Linked DNA regions of Rattus norvegicus: region 1 is linked to region 2. A link is a contact called in public Hi-C data. All regions are on one chromosome and are shown on one strand. Each heading gives the region's core, a stretch centred on a gene start, on an enhancer-like site or on the middle of the called end of the contact. The rest is flanking DNA. Distances are from core to core; before and after follow the strand shown. Region 1 holds the start of Commd8 (COMM domain containing 8). Region 2 holds the start of Corin (corin, serine peptidase).

Region 1 (5,037 bases), core at 597-3,096, 370 kb before region 2:
TTTTGACTCCGATTGTCTTAGATCTTAACCCACTCCTGGGAGAACTTCCCCCACTAACACCACACAAATGGGTAATTTCTGACTCACCTCCACACACTGACTAAGACATTGGCTAATGTGCGATATTATGCTTCTGTGCCATAAATACTTAATTCTTCCCAACTTTTTACACATATTTCATCTTCTCTCCTACTGTCCCATGATAATATAACTCCAAGAACTCAAACTGAGAAAAAGGTACAAAAAAATACAAATACCACCTTTTGCTCACTCATAACCATGTAGTTTGTTGCATTATATAAAATGGAAATACAAAAAAAAAAAAAAAAGCCACCTGTAATGACTGCCAAACACTACCGTGACACTCCCTACATCTCTATTATGTAAACATTGTGACCGTTCTCGTTTTACAAATGAGGACATTGGGGATAGGTGATGCTCTACCATAACGGAGTTCCAATCTATTTACCAGAAAGTCCACATATAAATAAGTGGATGTGATAGAGGAGCAGATGTAAAAGGTGTTCATGACAGGTGCATAGGAGCAAGGATCTGGCTGTATTAGGAGGATGAGTGCCTAGCAGGCATTTCCAGACACAGAGAGGCGGATACGCATGCGCACACAGGATTGGACCTAAAACCCCAGTGCAGGAGTGGGACCAGCGTCTATTCAGAGGTAGAGGAGAGTGAAAAAGCAAGGACCTTTGAAAAAGTAAGGGCCAAATCGCAGAGGGCCTTGCAATAACAACAGAAAGGAGCGAAGGCTTTAATCTGTGCTCAACTTTTATTCAAGCAATTAGATTATTGTTCCAAAACTTTGCCAAGATATTGGAAGAGCAGGAGGTAAATGCAAGACTAAGATTATGGAGACTAGAGTGGCAGAGATGGTAAACAGGTAAAAGTGGTTAAAAAGGGAAGTCCAAGGATGAAACCCAGATTCTTTTAAATCGAGTGACCCGGTAAGAATGGTGGCATCACAACCCAGGCCAGGGAGGAACTGATGCAGTGAAAAAGGAGCGGAGCGCCAAAGCGGGGATTCTCCACAGCTGTGGCAAAGGCGGAGGCCCGGGAAGCAGACAGCCGGCTCCGCTCAGATTCAAGAGTCAATGTCTTGGCCATCTCTATGTGAGAGGAAAGCAGCCCTGAAAGTTAGGAGACTCAGTCCATAGATAGTATTTCACCGTCCTCGTTTGTAAAATCAAAGAAAATGTTTAAGATACGTTTCCTAGGCAACGAAAGGAGTGAAGTTAAATTTCTTCCACCTACAACTGAAGCCGACTTTGGGAAGGAGGGCTACAACGGAGACTTACGAAACCCTGGGCAGAGTTTAATGAAACCATCAAATCACTTTCACAGGGGTCTGGACCCAAAGTGTACTGCAGGGAAAGCCTGGCTTTGTGGGTGAGTTGTTTTCTGCGGCGACAATCACCTCTTGGCCATACGTAAGTTAGTGGCCAGTCCTTTTCTGGCTAGGAGTTGGTTCCTGCCGCCCTCCAGGAGACAGGTTCGAGTCCTCACCGCATCCGCTGTACCTCACACAGAATGGGTACGCAGAGTTCAGGTTCCGGAGACCTGAACTCAAAGAGTGCAGAACCTACTCGCGGACGCAGCAGATCTCAGGCTTTCTAGAATCAAGAAGACCCCGCACGCACCCAGGCCTGGGCCATTCCCAGGCCCGCGTAAATTTCTTTAGCCGCCATTCTGTCTCCAGGGTCCCAGGAATAATCGTCCCGACCCCGCCTTCCCATTCCCTTCCGAAACTCCTCACCCCGGCGCCCTGCTCCGGAGGAAGCTTCTGCAGCCGCCAAAGCGGTGTCCCCTCTTCCGGCTCCATCCCCGAGAAGCTAAGATACCTGTCACGTGATAGGCCTGGACCTTAGGCGTAAGCTACGGTTCTCCCACGTGACTTCTCAGAGGGCGGGGCCAGCAGTCAGGCTCAAAGTCCTTGTGCGCGTGCGCAAAGCCTCAAGCATAGGTTTCCCACATAGACAAGAAAGAGCAATTTTTTTTCTGCTTGAGGGGCAGTCTGTTTCCGACCGCTTGCTATCTGGAGGAAGAGTTTTACAGACTTCAGCTCGGTTGAGACTGTGTTCAGAGACAGATCTCATGAACTTAAGGTTAGCCGCAGTCTGTGTTTGATCCCAAGGCCTTTTCCTCAGAGATCTGACACTCTCCTATTCAAGGAGTTTGAGCTCAAAGGCAAATTAAAGTTACATGTTTTTATCCTAAGAAGATATTTGATTTTTTTCCCATTTGCAAACAACAAACGCGACAGGCCTCATAAAAAGGCAAAGTTAAATGTGAAGTTTAAGGGGAACGGCAAATAATGTTTTAAATATATCCAAAACACTGCATAGCTAGCTTAAGCTAAAAGTTCTTTTTTTTTTATCTGAAATTCGTATTTAACTGAGTCAGCTATATATTATCAGGCAGCCCAAATACTTATTACCCAAGCTAAGATACAAAAACAACCTGCTGGTAAATAAAACCCTTGTCTACACCCACGCATTTACCAGGGACTAAGCCCCAAACTCTTTGAGCTGTAATTTCAATCCAAAGGTAGAAAGTCCGTGATAAAATGAGCCCTGTCATGGAAAGGTGCCATAACTATTAGACAGAAAAGGTGATTGCAACCCGATTTGTAATGTTACAGTTAAGAATGTTACAAAGTGGTGAAGCACACGGGAAAAGAGAAAGGAACTATCCAAACTGAAAATTATTCTGAGAAAAACTGCCCAGTAGAATGTTCAAGGTCAACCTCAAATTCCTTTCTCCACTTTGTGCCCCGGCATTTGGGAATGAGGTCTTAGGGCTTTACCTGTCTTTCACTTAAAACATTTACTACTTTCTAAGTTTTACCATAATACAAAACATATGTTTACGACTCTCATTGTTCCAGCTAAAGGCAATGTCTTAAAGCACTGTGAATGGAGAGTTCCCAAGCATTGTTAAGATAAGTGGTTGTCTGGAAACCTACTTAAGTACGTCAATAAATCTAATGATGGGTATTGTCATTGTCACTTATGGAAGTTGAATTTTATACAGTGTAGCATATCAGACAAATGTCTGTCAAGCATATAATAAATAACAAACTCTTGATTTATTTTGTCTTACTAGTCTCCACTGTAGCCTTGTGTGGTCAATATCTTGCCAGTATTAAAGATTAGGATTCAGACTTAGTGGAGGAATATATATATATATATATATATATATATTATATATATCTTGTCCAGTCACATGGGTGATAGCTGCAAAAGTCTAAGGAGAGAATGGGTGTTCTGCCTATGCAAAGGAAGGCAAGCATGATTCTCCTGTGGCCATGCAATGTGTAAGTCAATAGTGCAAAATGATATCCATCAGGAATAAAGGATAACAAAAACTGGATCCAGACAACACTGGCCACCAAGAAAAACTTGACCACTGAAACGTGACTATCAAAATTGAACTTCGGACAGATACTGCACTTATAGTATTACATAAAGTGAGAGGAAAGAGCCCTTAATATTTAATGTCTTTTCGTTAGTAATAGTTTGTCTTCCTGAGTAATCTAAGGTATCATTTTTTTTAATTTTCAACTTTTTTAATTAAAAAGTTTATTTTGTGTGTGTGTGTGTGTGTGTGTGTGTGTGTGTGTGTGTGTGTGTGTGTGTAGGTTGAGGACAACTTATAGATGTTCTTTTCTTTAAGGGTCCTGGGGACTGAACCCACGTATTCAGGCTTGCCAACAAACCAAGCCCCTGAAGCATTTTAAACATTACCTGTCTGTTCTGATCCTACCTCAGCTAGGTGTAGTTGGGTTTCTATCTCCCTACCCCTATTTATAGGAAGGGCTCAAAATGCAGACTCTGGAGTTAAATCCTTGTAACTGTTATCATCTGTAAAGCAATAGCATAGTTCCCCTCTCTTGTGTGTCTGCGTCTCAGTCTCTCATTACTTACAACGACCATGTACACTCTACAGAGCTTGTTAGAAGTTCATATCTGTAAGGTTGTTTGGATAAAGCATAGGCTAGCACCTAGAAAATGTTATGATTCCTTTCTAAGGAGTCTTTTTCCCCTGCCTGTATATGGCCAAGGCTAAGCAGCTTCCAGAAAACCATCTTCTCATCTCTGCGGCTAGATCCAGTGCTGGATGGAAGTGTTGAAAAGTGATCTGCCTCTCAGAGGCACCCAGCCTGCCTTATGGAGCTGCCCAGGTGATGCGAACGAAGGGTTGTGATTGGGAGATGTGGACGGAGTCTGGTAAGCCTCACAGTACTGATCAGAAGTTGGAATGTCAGCTTCCTCTGTAGAGAGCTTCTTTCTGTTCTTCTTGGTCAGTTGTTTGTCTTCTGGGGATAGAGTTTCCTGCACAAAATCTCGGGTTCTTCCTCCCTTCCTCCCGCCCTGCCCAATTCCTGACAGACCATCTACAGTTGGTAGATGGTTCTCTAACTTCTCTGATAAAAGGAATGTAGGTAAGTAAACACGGAGTTGCAGGGGAGGAGAGGTACTTAACTAATGAGTAGGTAAGTCAGAGAAGATCATGTTGACAAATTTCTTCAGAACAGGGGAGAGTCATCTGATAGAGGAAGAAAGAACTACAGTGTATCTCTGTGTGCTGTTGTAAAAATATAAAAAGTAAAACAGTCTTTTTTACCCACTCTAGGTCTGGCACCACAGTGCCCAGTGATATCTGCTAGATATCTTGCCAGAAATACACATCCCAACTCTGTGGCAGCCCAGTGCCTCTAGCCGCCACACACGCTCTTACTCTTAAACCACTACAAGAAAGAACACACAACACAAAAACCTTTGATCCAATTGATAAGGTAAAATTGCCCACCTAAACATACAAAGCCCAATACACATCTATCCCTGGAGAACATTCATAACAACCTGTAAAGGTACAGTGTGGAATCTCGACATCAGCCTCCATGTTCTCTCCGCCACTGAGAGCAGCATCATGCCTAAGAGCAGCATTGACCCAAGAAATGAGGTGAAAGGGTTATTTGCAGGAAGAATACAGAGACCCTGAAAAATATGTCAGATTTCTTCA
Region 2 (4,901 bases), core at 853-3,352:
CAAGCCAGCTCGGTACAGACACGATGATACTGTCCTCCATGAGCTTGTATGACTCCCTGTTCCATATTCCCCAAAGTAGCACCTCAAAATCCCTGGTAGCTATGCTGACACCTTCCGGAAACAGAGAGCTTTACAGGGAGACCAGCCCAGGGTGACACTCACCCCCTACACAGGGGCAGTCACCACTCTATGGAGACTGAGGCCATGCTTTGATGATTTCCCTGGAGCACTAGACCCTGAACAGAGATGATCCTCACCCAGACGGCCCTGAGCCTTAAATGCCCTTGTGTACAGCACCCCTCTTGCCCCTGCCCCTACCTCTCCCTGTTCAATCCTGAAATTAGCAGTACCTCCCCACAGCGGTCCTTTGCCTTTTCAGTATAGCAGATACAAAGGCCTCCTGTCCACTCTGCTATAAAATCAATTCCGTGTCTTCAAAGCAAACAAACAAACAAAAGACCTCATTCTTGGAAATCTACATGGAGAGATTAATAAAGCATTTCTTCATTTCTTCTGTCTCCTTATCTCACTGGAAGGACAACTTAGGTTTTTATTTTTATTGTAACCCTATCCCACATGGAACTTTCTGGAACAGACCCCTCCTCCCCTACGAAAGCTTCACAGCTTCCTGAGGATTAGGTTACTCCAAGTTCTACTCACCCTAAAGATACTTCATACAATCAAAACTCTTGTTGTGGTCAGGAGGAGTCTGCAGGTCCTAACTGCTCGACGAGCACCTACGTGGATATCACCCCAGAGCCTTGGTTATAGAAACTGATTTTGAGCGCCTTCTCAAACAAGACTAGTGGGTATCAGGAAACGAGGAGTGTTGGTGGTATTGTGACTGACACACTCCCAAAAGCCTAGTTGTTGTTTGTTCGGGAGATTTGCCAAAATTAATGTTTACAGCACGTCTCACTTCAAAACTCTACCAAAATGCGCCCCTGAACAAGCAGCAGTAAGTCCTAGCATGGCTCCCTTTGCGGTGGCCCTCTGCTGTTCTCCTGCGGACTTACGCGTCCATCAGTAGATTCCTTCCTATCTTAAAAGTGGAATGACTATATAGCCATGGTCCTGGAGACCCTCGGAGCCTTGTTCTGTAAGCCTTCGCAGCGCGAAGTTCCGAGAAGTTTCAGTGGGAAGCGATTGCTACGATTACTTTCCTGGGAATCTGGAAACTAAGTCTCCACCTCGGTCCCCAAAACTGGGAAGCTGCGCAAAGCGCGCCCACTATCATTCTCCCGCCTCTAGAGCTCCGGCACAGAAGTCCCGCACTGAGTTCTAGCAGAACCTGGTAGGACAGCACCTCAGGACGCCTTCCCAAGCACGCTCTCTCCCTGCCCGCACTGGCTGGTCCGGTTCCCGCTTTGCGCAACAGGGATCCTGGCGGTAACCAGCGGACTCCAAGACCCTAACGACACAGCAGACAAGGGTGGCTGCAACCTAGACTGGGTTTCCTGGGGCTCAGGTCAGGGGGACCTTCTGCAGTACCCTTCCTTCTCTCTGCAGACAGTGGCAGCAAGGCTAACCCTTCCCAGGACTGCAGGGATTGGGGCAAGCGTCCCAAATCCTAACAGCTCAAAACCTGTGCTGCAAACCAGGGACTGTGCTCGGTGCGCGCGGAGTCGGTGCCGTCCCGGAGTAAGCTCGCGAGCAGGGGACCCGGGCGTTCCGACCTCTTAGTTGTGCGGTACCAATGCATAGCACCATCCCGGGGCACTGACTGATCCCCAACGGGGGACACTACTACAAATGGGACCTAGTCACGGCGCCAGTAGCAGGGCCGCGCGCAGTAGGGATGCAGGCTTACGTCTGGAGCAGGCGGGGCTCCAAAGCAATCCTTCAAGCTGCCCGAAGCCTGGAACTTGGACCCGGAGAGGAAGCCACGGGTCCCCGAGGGGCCGAGTCCGACGGTTCCACCTGCAGTCTCCCCCAGAACCCCCGCGCGGCCAAACCCGTTCAGTGCATGGAGGGCGGTGGTTGGAGGGACTCTGCAGGACAGGTAGCATCGCCCAGGACAAGAGCAGCGGGCTCTCCTCACAGAGCTGACCCGAACGTTGAAAGAAACCCTGCCCATGACTGTCCGAGCCTCCGACTCCAAGCCACGGGAGTGGAGGACTGTCCGCTTGGGGACTAGCTGCAGGGCACTGAGCGAGCCACTGAGAAGTCTGTGCTCACTGACTGACCTACGGACAGGCAGGAGGTGGCACCCGATGGAGGGAGGAAGGGACGGGGAGAAAAAGATTGACTCTGAAGTCACCAGGACTCAGGCCACGCGACCTGTGTGCTGGAGGAGCGAGGAGGGTGGATCTTACCCTCTTTGGGGCGTCGGCTCGGCGACTGTGCTCCTCCGGAGCAAGGGCGGGGGGCCGTTTCGTGAACATATCTTTATCCTCTGTCCACTCTTATCTCGGTCGCTCTTCTCTGCTCTATGGATCTCTAGGAGAGGCAACTACGGGTGTCTTTCTCCTCACTCGGAGTGAAGTTGTAGTCAGGGGACAGGAGCCCCATATTTTGTTGCTGGGCAGACCCCACCCTCAGACCACTCCCTCCCTTCACTCACGTCTCTGGGTCCTACCCATAACCCTTAATGAGACAGCTCCTCCATACCCAGCCCTGCCTTCAAAAAAGTTCATTTTCTATGGCAGATGGAGAGCCAAGAGTCTCCTGCCCCCATCCCCCACACCAGGAAACAAACAAACCCTTAAACTATGGGACAGGAGCAGCAAAGGCCAGAACTTAGTTGAGCCGTGTAAAGGGCTGCTCTCCTCCGAACTGTCATTATAACATCCTAGAATGCTCTATCCCCCCAAACAGGAATCTAACCAGGCAAGTATCAAAATGACTGCCTCCGGGCACTGGCAATCCAATGTTGTTTGTTGTGTTGGAAGAGACGTAAGGTTTTGAAGGCAGACATTATCTGCGTTACACAAATTGTAAATCTGTCTTCTGCTACAGGTTTAGGGGGAAAACTGCATTTGCGAGCCAGCTTGGCTGCTCAAGCCCTATGGGCCAGAACTCCAGCCTGGCATTGCCGGACAAGAACAAGGCTGAAATCAGGGACCGGCAAATTTGTGCCTGTCAGACAGACCCAGCCCCATTCCTGTGGCAGCAAAGAGAGAGAACAGTGTCGACATTCCAAAGCAAAGGTTGCATTGAAGGCCAAGGCAATTCTTAAATATTTATCGAAAAAAGAAAAAAATTTTAAAAGGATAACAAAGATTTAAATTTTCTTAGACATGACTTTTAAGTGTATTTTTATTCAAAATTTCAAAGACTGTTCAAGGTTATACCGTAGCCCATCTCCATTAGAGAAGGCCACATATAGTAGACAATAGGACCTGCCCCTTGAGTACAAGCGTGGACAAAAAGGCACATTTGTACAACTGGAAGGAAGTGGTAATGGGTGCTTTGCCTCAGAAAAGACATGCAGTGTGGGAAATGCCATCTACGTGTAGTTAAAGACGTGGGGCACGGGTTGGGGATTTAGCTCAGTGGTAGAGCCCTTGCCTAGCAAGCGCAAGACCCTTGGTTCGGTCCCCAGCTCCGAAATAAAGAAAAAAAAAAAAAAAAAAAGACGTGGGACACTGATTTCAAGTTATCCCAGCATCTGTGAGGAATGCAGTTTCTAACAAGCGTTTCATAATTCACAACCTCCCAGTGTTCCAGCATGGCAGACTCTGCACTAAGCACTACACACACACACACACACACACACACACACACACACACACACACACACGTATCCTTTTTAACTCAGAGATGGGAGGCAGCTGGAGTAACCAGTCATCTATTTGGCAGTGACCTGACAGTCCCCAGAGATGGTGGCATTTTGTGACTGAGTTCTTACTGAGACACTGCCTTAGCACACACCTCCACTCACAGGGCCCCTGTCGGAGAATCCAGAGCCCAGGAGACACATCTGCCAACTCCACCTGAGGGCCAGAGTTGAGCAGTCTGCAAATGGGTGTCCGTTCTTGAAGTCGCAGATGAGTTTCTTTTCCCAGTTCTGCCCCCTGGTGGAGCTGTGGGAGCTATGAAACAGAAATAGCTAAGTAGATTCTTACCCTGTTCCTTGCTCCACTATGCTAGGTTCCAGAGGCGGCTACTGTACTGATGAGGTAACTGCTCTAAATACTCCCTCCTAATAGCTCCAGCCGCCATGAGTATCAGGAGCAGTAGCTGAGGTACTTTTTGCTGCTTGGGAGCACAGTATGAGAAATGAGGGTGAGCGTCTATGTTTAGACTTTGTAATTTAATACTGTAAGAAATCAAACATGTCTTATTTTCAAGTTAATTATGCAGCGTGCTCACAGTGATTTTTTTACTGATCACTGTGGCATTATTCCTTTAGAAAATCATGTCACGGACTTAAACTTACATTATTAGAGCTGTGGTTGTGAGCTTTGCAAGGGAAGTGCTCTACAACTGGACTCCCAGCCCCTCAGTTAACAAATGATTAATCACTGTCCAGCGTCTTAAAATACTCTTGTTTTGCAAAAAAATAAATAAATAAATAAAAAATTAGTATTTCTGGTACCATTCTGAAAGTTTTATTGTCTAGCATTTCAGGCATATATCAAACTAGTCATATAATTTAAAAGAAAAAAACAAACATTAAAGAAATTTATGGTGATTACTGACAAAAATACTCATTTGTGTGTTAGTCATAGAAATAATTTTCTGTGCCTTCATCTTCTTCAACTGAGTCATATGAATAAATAGGAACCTTCCTTAAAAGTAAGGATCTCGGTTGAACTCCACTGCCCCTGCGTGGGATATGAGTCTCGACCCCAGTGCACTGGTTCCTATCAATAAACCTCATGTTTATTACAACAAGGACGGTCTCACATGAGTTCTTGGGAGGTCGCATCATCCTGAGACTTGAGTGAGAGTCTCCC

The links. A called contact is a pair of places that touch in the nucleus more often than the background predicts.
Region 1: a contact with region 2 is called in a Hi-C map of kidney, with 4 times the contacts expected there. The contact joins the promoter of Commd8 here to the promoter of Corin in region 2. A contact is called at or near these places in 3 of 12 Hi-C or Micro-C datasets (the A7r5 cell line, kidney and liver).

What each region holds. Positions count from the first base shown.
Region 1 is chr14:36,399,809-36,404,845 of GRCr8, reverse strand. Commd8 (COMM domain containing 8) reads right to left here and starts at 1,846. Exons shown (of 5, transcript NM_001106004.2): 1 at 1,769-1,846. The coding sequence starts at 1,834.
Region 2 is chr14:36,032,767-36,037,667 of GRCr8, reverse strand. Corin (corin, serine peptidase) reads right to left here and starts at 2,102. Exons shown (of 22, transcript NM_182473.2): 1 at 1,811-2,102. The coding sequence starts at 2,077.